2 separate regions of the Cricetulus griseus genome follow, and region 2 is linked to region 1. Evidence: chromatin contacts called from public Hi-C data. All regions are on one chromosome and are shown on one strand. Each heading gives the region's core, a stretch centred on a gene start, on an enhancer-like site or on the middle of the called end of the contact. The rest is flanking DNA. Distances are from core to core; before and after follow the strand shown. Region 1 has its middle 140 kb from the start of Glul. Region 2 holds the start of LOC100763875 (transmembrane epididymal protein 1A).

What was found. A called contact is a pair of places that touch in the nucleus more often than the background predicts.
Region 2: a Hi-C map of liver shows a contact between it and region 1, with 3 times the contacts expected there. The contact joins the promoter of LOC100763875 here to the enhancer-like site in region 1. A contact is called at or near these places in 3 of 8 Hi-C or Micro-C datasets (the CHO-K1 cell line, fibroblasts and liver).

The regions. Positions count from the first base shown.
Region 1 is chr5:37,663,195-37,668,025 of CriGri-PICRH-1.0, reverse strand. No RefSeq gene overlaps it. Among named protein-coding and RNA genes, the nearest start is that of Glul, 140 kb to the left of the region's middle. Within about 2 kb of position 3,260, at least 1 of the 6 cell types and tissues checked has open chromatin away from gene starts, as enhancers often do.
Region 2 is chr5:37,812,455-37,817,452 of CriGri-PICRH-1.0, reverse strand. It overlaps LOC100763875 (transmembrane epididymal protein 1A), which reads left to right and starts at 2,233. Exons shown (of 1, transcript XM_027418100.1): 1 at 2,233-3,150. The coding sequence starts at 2,233. The coding sequence ends at 3,150.

The sequences.
Region 1 (4,831 bases), core at 2,011-4,510:
GGAAGGAGAAGCACAAGGTACTATGAAAACAAACAGCAAGAGTGGTCAAGGGTTAGAAAAATTTCCATGAGGAAAGCTGAACCCCCTGAGGAATTAGCCAGATGCAAGGGTAGGGAGCTGAGGGACACTCAGGCAGGAAACATAGCATGAGTGAAGGGAGAAGCAGCCAAGAAAGTCGCAGAGAAATGAAGTAAGCAACGAGCACAAGTGAGCAAAGGTAAATGCAGAGAAAACAAAACAAAATCAAACCCAGCAACAACAGGGTAAAAAAACCTGCTCTCAAGAGCTACCCCGGAGGCTGGAGTGTGTGTGCGGGGTGGGGGGTGGGGAGGTCTCTACCATCCTGGCTTTGACTCTAGTCAATACTTGTGTGTGTGTGTGTGTGTGTGTGTGTGTGTGTGTGTGTGTGTGGCAGCAGGAGTCCAAGTCCTCCACGCCACACCCCCAGGCTGATAGCCTGGTGCAGAAGGATGCTGAGTATTTTTATTTACTCACTATGTAGCTCAGGCTGTTCTCATCCGAGCCTTCCAAGTGTCACAGTGCAGGTGTATGTCACCAGGTTCAGTTGGTGAGTTCTTTATAACATGAATGCAACGTCAAACAGGAGAACAGTAGTGCTAGAAGGAGGGCTAATACAATGATTGAATGCCTGTGTTGCAACAGGTAATGTCAAGACACATTATGTTCCAGAAGAGAACTGGGCTTCCGAGAAGGAGAGTAATCTGGCACAAAAGAGGAAGGTGGGGACAAACCTGCTCAGCCTAGTGTGGCCTCCACACCATGGGGTTTCAGTATTCCCATTGTGCTTCTCATTGCAGGCAGAATCCTCAACCCATCAGGTCCAGACCTGTTATTGTCTAGTGGAGGAGACCGGGCTCTCAGAGGCTCAGGGATTCTTATGCACTAGAAACTAGCATGGAACATAGCAGTGGTTCAACATTGCTGCCCCATCTCTACTTGCTGCTGTTTAAATAAATAAGTAAATAAATGAACAAATAAAAAAAATAGTAACACACATAGTTTGTAAATTATGACGGTGCCAGAAGGATACATAAACTCATACACAATCAGCATCATTTTTCGTGAGTTTCACCTTTTTTTTCCATGAAAAATTCAGAGTTGAAATACTTGTATGGAGAAGTTGGGTATGGTGGCACACACTTTTAATCCCGGAACTGGGGAGGCAGAGGCAGGTAGATCTCTGAGTTCGAGGCCAGCCTGGTCTACAGAGCTAGATCCAGGACAACCAGGGCTACCCTATTTTGAAAAAATCAAAAACCGAAAAAACCCAAATAAAAACCAACTAAACAACCAAACAAAGCAAAATCCAAAATCAAAACCAAAAAAAAAAAAACCTATAAAGAACACATTTTCTAAGGAAGCAATTAATCACACTAATGTATTTTTAAATTTGGAGGTTTGTATTTTTAGGGCTCTTAAGGGAACGTACACTTGTATGGGGCATCATATACCTTTTATATGTCCTTCTACATTCTTCTAACAAAATGTAAAGTACACTCACTTAATGCTCTAGTAAAATGTCATCTTCAGACTACCATGCCTAATCTTGAGCTAGGGGAAAAATATTATGCAACGGGAAGATCAAAATGGTGCCCATTGCTCTATCAAAGGGTGATTTGACATTTGCAGTCAGATTAGTTTTGACTGTAAGGCTGGGACTTCCATCTTCTGGTCTCACATTTGGCATCTGGGAGACAGGGAAGGTGTACCAGATATCTCCTAAGGTCTTTTCCAGCTTTAAACTCCAGGGATGCAGTAGATCTTGGAGATAAACATTCCACCCTCACTTCTCGACTAATAGCCTCCAGCTATCATTCTCACCTGCTGGCTCCTTTAATTTTCATTCCTAGCCCTTCCCTCCTGGATCTTGAAATACCGAAAGGAATAGTTAAGATTTCCAATTCCTGGACCGGAGCGCCCCCTAGGTACATAGAGCTAAACTGTGACGTGCTAGGTTGGACTGACTCAGGATTCTGGGAAGTTGATGTCTATGGTCAGCATCATCACATCCTTGAACTTCCCTGTTTGCTCTGTGAGGCAAACACTGTGGGACTTTCCTGACTTGGGCAGGGAGGGTGCAGGGAGAGGGAAACGGGGAGGAGGTGACAAACTCTGCCCGAGCAGGCACTGCAGAGGCTATGCAGGGTTGCTTCTTCAAGGGACACCTTGGGTTAGAATTTGAGGAGGGGGATACGCTAGAGACTCCGCAGATGCTGTCGGGAATGAAAAATTCAGCTGCCCCAGTAAGTTCGCCGGAACTAAAGGACCATCATTTACAAAAAAAAAAAAAAAAAAAAAAGTTAGAGCCAGGTGGTGGTAGCACAATCTTTAATCCCAACACTCCAGAGGTAGAGGCAGTCAGATCTCTGAGTTTGAGGTCAGCCTGGTTTACAGAGTGAGTTCAAGGACAGTCAGGGGTATGCAGAGGAATCCTGCCTTAAACAAAACAACAAAACAACACTCTTAGAACAGGACAACCTATTACACATTCATTATTTATTTATGTTCCTATTACTACTCTCTTGTTACAATGAATCTCATACATTCATTGTAAAAAAGATCCTTTGTGTTTATAACATTATTGCTGCATTTTCATTTTCTTTACTTTTTTTTTACACTTATCTCCTATATTTATAGCTCATAAACCAAAGCTTTGTGTCATATGATATGTTACAGTGGAATATTTGTCTCTATATGTTTGCTGTGCTGTGTGTACAGTGTATATTGTAGTAATGAGTATACATGACATCTATGAAATACTTATCTGTGTGTCTCTTGTGGTACATGTATGTGGTGCATACAGCATATATGTATTTTGTGTGTAATATTATGTTTCTCTCTATGTCTGGTATATTTGAGTGCTATGTGCTTCTGAGTGTGGTATCTATGACTCTGTGTATATTTGTGTGTCCACATTTCTGTGTGGAATTAGGAATTAGTGTTACTGTATGTGTGGTGAATATATTTCTGTTTCTGCCAGCATTTACATGGTCTGTGTATGTGTGTACATGTGAGTGAATACCAATCTCTCTCTCTCTCTCTCTCTCTCTCTCTCTCTCTCTCTCTCTCTCTCTGTATGTAGCTTCTCTGGTCCAAATTCAGTCCTCAGTAAACATTCTAGAAAGCAAGATTTCCCAGGAGCTTCTGAGACTGTGCCCAGAATCTAAGACAGAGTGGGGCAAAGCACTTTTCATGGTTGGTGTCTGAGAACGTGCACAGTCACTGTGTGCTGGGGGTGGGGGGGTGACATACTGCTGCTTCTGCAGAGGCCAGCGTCTGCGGTTATCAGCTGTCAGCACACTCAAGAGCCATTATCATAGGCCACAACACGCTTGACTTAACACGGTATGTGTTTTTTCTCTAGGATATGTTTGTATTCTCTTCTAAAGAAAAATGTTTCTTGGGTGGATCAGCCAGGCCTTTTCCTCATTAGGGCAATCTGCATCAATGCTGTCAGCCTTTTTTGCAGGAGCAGGAAGGGCTGGCACGTATCCAAATCAGCAAGGAGCCCTTTCCCCTAGATTCTAGCCACAGTTCTGACTTGTTGTGTACACACAGCTCTGCCTCACCCTGCACAGTGAGCATGCCTTCCCATGTGGCTCGGTCAGCTTCCTACCTCCTGACACAGAAGGTGAGGTAGTCAATGGTGAGGCCAGAGTATTCTAGGTTTAGCTCTCTGTCTAATCCCATAAATGAATTCCTTCAATAACCTCCAGGAGGTGTGGCCATACCCTCGGTTAGATGCAGGAAGAGGAAGTGACTTACGGTTGAGAGCTTAGCCCAGAGTAAGATAGAGTCCATGTCCAATTAGTCTCACTCCTTACTCTGCGACTGGGATACACAGGAGTTTTCTTTGGTCTCTGCTTCCTTGCTTGTACCTGCCTCACTGGGTGCTGGGCAAGGAATCTGAATCTCTAGAATACAACCTTTAATTCAGTGTGTGGATTGGCTTATTGGACCTAGCCTCCTTCTGAGAGAGAAGAGACTGGGAAGGAGCAGTGTGCTTCCCAGACTCCTCTATGGTCAAATGTCTAGAGATAAAACATCTTCTCTACTCAATGAAAGATGTGCAAGGCGGACGGGGTGTGTGTGTGCATGCATGTGTTTGGGATGTGTGTGCATGCATATGTTTGAGGTGTGTGTGCATGCATGTGTTTGGGGGTGGGGGTGTGCATGTATGTGCTTGGGGTGTGTGTGTGCATGCATGTGTTTGGGGGGTGTGTGTGTGCATGCATGTGTTTGGGGTATGTGTGTGCATGCATGTGTTTGGGGTGTGTGTGTGTATGCATGTGTTTGGTGGTGGGGGCATGCATGCATGTGTTTGGGGGGGGTGTCCATGTGTGCCGGCCAAAGCCAGAGGAAGATGTCAGGTGTCCCCTGTTCTATCACTTTCTAACTCTATTCCCTGGAGACAGGGTCTCTCACTGAACCTGGAGCTAGGCAGTAGCCAGCAAGCACTGGGAATCTCTTGTCTCTTCTGCCCTGCCCAGGCTCTGTAACCACAGCTGGCTTGCTACATGGATCCTCATGCTCGTGAGACAAGTGTTCTTACCCCCTGAGCTATTTCACCATTCCCACCAGTGACATCTCTGTCTGTCACCCCTACTTCCAGCAGTCAAGATCTGTTCTTAGCTGACCTTGCACACCTCAGCCTCCAGTGCCAGGAAAACTGGGGTTCCCTTTACTTGGTGCTTTCTTTCAATATGTTTTTTAAAAGCACCTCTTTTCAGGAATTGAAATACTGAACTCGTCACCTAGTTGAGAAGCACATGTGTACACTTCCAATAAGCTTCCGAACTATGCTGGGATA
Region 2 (4,998 bases), core at 984-3,483, 150 kb before region 1:
CCTCAGAGAGCAATGTGCTGGGCACACATGCCAGTTCCAGCCTCTCAGTGCTGAAGCCAAGCCTGTCCTTCCTCCTCTGACCACTTATGTTCAGCTCACAGCTGCCAGGCACAGCTGGAGAAATGAGTCATAACCAGGTTGTAGGATTACAGGTGATTGTTAGTTTTTGTTTTGAAAGGAAAGCAAGAAAAGTTTATTGAAAAGAAACAATTCCCTGTAACCAGGAGTAGAGCTGGGGGAAAAATGGGTTGCCCTATGGGTTATTTGCATTGTTCTTTTTGCTTATATAGTTTCCTTGATTTTCCTACAGTAAGTGCACACTAAGCAATTTTAAATTCAGATAAGCAAGGTAGGTTTATTTAGAAGGCAGAATGAAGCTTTATTTTCCCAATTTGTCTTTACACTCATTTCCCCAGCCTACCAAATTTCTCAGCAGCCAAAAGCAATCTGAATTACTGCCATCTTTAAGGGCAGAGGGAGGGGTTTCAGTTTTCTGGCATTAATCCACTTTTTGAAAGAACAAAATTGCAGTGGTCCTGTCCTAGAATGGCTTGTTTTAGGTTTTTTGTTTGTTTGTTTGTTTGAGTACTGGGTAGACTCACAGCTGCTAGTAAGCTTCATACTACTAGGTAAAACAACGATACCTACAGTGCACTGTGTTGTTCTGATGTTCTGTGGTGTGTGTGTGTGTGTGTGTGTGTGTGTGTGTGTGTGTGTGTGTGTGTGTGTGACTACATGTAAACAAGTACATGTGAAGGCCATATTGGGAACTGCCCCTCAGTCACCATCTACCTTGTTTTTTTGAGGCAGACCTGAGGCTCACCACATAGGATATAATAGGATAGGACAGGCTGACTGGCCAGTGAGCTCCAAGGAGCTGCCTGCCTCTGCTTCCACAGTATTGGGATCACATGCACACACCATCAGAACTGGATTTTTCATGGATTCTGACAATTGAACTCAGGTCCTCATGCTTGAGTGGCAAGCACCTTAGCAACTTGAACTGTCTCCCCAGCCTGATGTTGTGTAGGTTGGCTTCACTCCTGCTGTGATGGGTTTATCACATGACTCCATCAGAAGCTAAGGGACATCATATTTGGGTAGGAGTGGGAGCTCTGGAGTGGTGCTGTGATTGGGTATAGATGTCCTTTCTCCCTCCCCCTGCACATGGTTAGTATACAGATCCTCTGCTCTGCATTAACTGGTGGCCTGAACATGATTATCCAGAAGACTAATATTAGTCAGCTTGGCTCCTGATCTGTGATGAATTTCCTTGTTCCTTCAAGACTCCTATTCTCCCTAGAAAACTCTATTCTGTGTACCCTCTGCAATAAATCTGGAATCATTTGTGTACTGTGCACATACTTTCTGTTTCCTGTACCTGGTTTTCCACAATCCCCTTTGCCTGTGCTCACTGACCACTAACCAGTGCCAGTGAGAGATGAAGCAAGTGAACTATTTCCCATTACACTATAAATGACTTTTGAGAAAACTCTACCTGTAGTCGCTTGGAGCCATGTAGAGAAGGCAATTCTGGAAAACATTCAAATTGAGTTTTGCTGGCATATATACACCCTCCAAAAAAAAAAAACCCTCAAAATGTACCTCTGACGGTTTGTCTACAGGCCATAAAGATGGTGATGGGTTGGTGGTAGTCAGAGAGAGGTGGATGAGGTTGAAAGCAGAGGAGGGGAGAAGATTTCTCAGCAGTCTTTAAGCTATGTCTACTACATAAGACTAGAAAAGCCAGGTGGATGCTATATGGTCTCATATCTAAATGTTTAAATGCCCATGCCCAGAATGAAGGCATCCACGTTTACAAATAGACTGAAGTTAGGTCTGAGAATTACTCCAAGGATGTGTGAGAGCTTAAGCAAGCATAGGCATTGTCTGAATACCACAGCAACCCAACCCACCATTTCCTCCCCCGCCCCTTACCACATGAGCACCAGGCTGGATGAGAAGAGGGGAACTTGAGCCAGGGACAAGCATGAGCCAAAGCCCCTCGGAAGCTATGGAGAGGAACCCCGGAAAACCCACTTAGTTCCCAGTGTACCAGAGTGGAACGGTCCAATGAGGCCAAATGTGTAGGCTTGTCCCAAATGTTTCCTCTCTGTGGGGTAGCAGTGGGTGAAAGGAGATGATAAAACCAAGTAGAAGACAATTCTTCCCAAAGCCTAGAACTTGAAGCACCTGTACCTGAGTTTTGCATTTTGTTAGATTAGTAGATCAATGGGAGATTTTATTGGTCATATATGTCCTGGCTTGTTTCTGGTCTTTTATGGACTGTATAAAGCAATAGTAGTCTCCAGAGCTATGATATTCCATGACTCTCTTCTGTATCCTTCATCCCTCTCTAAGAGTAAGGGAAGATGGGACAGGCTGCGGCAAATAGCCCATACAGGCTGGTTGAAGACAGTGACTGGCTGCCTCTTGATAGTTTATGAGGTGAACTGTGTTGAAGGAGAGTTGAGATTTATGAACAATGGGATGCCACCCAGGTTTATGTATCCCAAGGAGTGGCAGCATCTCACCATGTTCATCCTCCTCACCCTTGATGGTTGTGTAGAAATTGTGAGCAAGAACGTGCTGCGGCAGAGGTGTGTGATCCTAGAAAGAGGTTCCACAGTCCTGGGCTTCTATGTGCTCCTGATGCTGCTGCTGTCACACATTAAGGATTCATCTGGGGTGGAGCTGCAGGTTCACTCTCTCCTCGTTTTGGTGGTGTTCCTGCTGATGCTGGTGTTGACTGCAGAGCTGTGGGATCCTAAGATGTTTCACCTCTGGATGATAGAGACCTTCCTGTTCCTGATGATGGGCTCATGGCTGATTCAGGCAGCCTTCATTTTGTTTAGACCGATCTCTGGCTATCCATGGGAAGATGATGACATCAGTGACATCATGTTTGTCACCACCTTCTTCTGCTGGCATGTGATGATCAATGCCTTATGCCTGTTGGGAATCTATGGCATCTCTTCTTTTTGGCACTGCTTTTACAATCCCAGCTTGAGACTGATGGGGTCCAAGGAAGCGCTGTATCATGAGAGCTCTTCAGGAACATTTTACAGGCTGCTGCAGGAGGCAGAGCAACAGGACAAAGATGACCAGGCTCTTCTCCCTTCAAAGAGCCCTGACTGTGACAGGGCTTAGAATACCTAGGCATATACACCACTTCATCTTCCTCCTTTGGGTTCTCTTGGGCACTTGTCATGCACCCCCTTCCTTGGTGATCTTAATGGCCCTATGAGACAGCAGTTGGTTCCAATCTGTTGGAGCAAAACTCTGAGTTTCCAGTTGATGCTGAGGGGAAAAGGGTCAAGAAAGGGATGCTGATGGGACTTGTGGAGAGGGAGGGCAGAATCCAAGTCAGGGGAGGAGAGTGCAACAGAATGACTTGAAAGAGAGGAATCTTCAGAGAGCCCAGAATACTGTGGTCAGAGCTGTTTCTCTGGGTATCACTGATTGCCTTAGCCTGAGGGAATAAAGATTTCTCATCACTCAAAACCAGAATCAACTGTCTCATTCTGTAAAGTAGATTCAATTCTTTCTATTATTTTTCAGACAGGATCTCACTATATTGCCCTGCTTGGCTTGGAACTCAATATATACATGTATACCAGGCTGTCCTCAAACTCAGAGATCTGCCTGCCTCTGCTTCCTGAGTGCTGGGATTAAAGGTGGGTACGACACAGGTTGAGATTATATTCTCTTGGGCTGGTATTAGAGCCGTGGTGACAGAATGCTTGCTTAGCATGCAAATAGCCCTAGGTTCAATTCCTGTACTAAAAACCCAGCATGGTGGGGGCATTCTGTCAATCCCAGCCCTCTAGATGGAGGCAGGGAGATCAGGAGTTCAAGATCATACTTGGTTACATATTGAATTTTAGACCAACTGGGGTAATTTCTATTTCAGTAATAAGTTAATAAAGCTCATCTTTCTTTTTGACCCCCTCCCCTGATCTTTAATGACTGACTTCATTTTAAATTTTAGTCATTTTTAAAAATAAATTTAATAGTGGCATAAATTTGCATAATGGGAGCTTTTCTAGAGTAGCCATGCTTGGTCATTTCCCAACTCCGTGCTTCAGCATGCCTACTGTAGCAAAGCTTGGTTTACCCCCTTACATGTGTAACTTACTACACACCATCCCTGGGTCTCCAACTTTTCCCCCTTGCATTTCACATTCCACAGTCACAATTTTGTCTGTCACTCGATGCAAGACTGTAACCCCTTCCACCTCCAAGGCAGTGAGCTTTCCCTGAGAGCTCACATGGACTTTGTCGGAGCACTGGGGCACTTACAGAAAATCCTCCTTATTTTTTCCGAAACAGCTGGCACTTCTGGCTTTGTCCTGGTTTTGAAATATTTTCCCTTGGGGAGTTTTCCCTCACCAACTAATATGTAGGTTTCAGAAGAATAAGGATTTTGTGGTATCCAAGTTACACAATTCCTCCTGTGTATTCCAACTGTGTGACAGTTCCTGGTTACTAAAAAGGCTCATCTGGTCCCACTGCCCACCATCACCTTTCTTTCCTTCCTTCTAAATGCGTTGCTCAACAGGTAATAGGTTCTGCCAACCTCTGGGCAATGCCAATCATCCTAAAGCATGACATCATCTTCTTGGTCATGGCCTGCTCTCTTTGTTCTTGGGGAAGAGTAAAAACCCCAAATCAGTTTGCAAATTGTTTAGTCTTTTGATGTTAGTGGTGTAGCTTCGGTTGTGTTGTTTAGTCCTGAGGGTCAGAACCCCAGCCTGCTAATACTCCCCCACACACCCAGCCCTCACAATGATCACTACAGTCCCCGGTGCTTCTGTTGGGAAACTCTAGAAACCTAGTTCTATTGTGGGTGCACTTGCTGGAAACCAATTTAAGCCATGTGTCAGACTCAAGTCTGTGACAGTGTCACCCAGACTACTTCCCTAATGGCAATGGAGGAGGAAGTGATGCCCAGGATTAAACAAGGGCTAAAGGGAAGTGTGGGGAGGGGAGGGACCA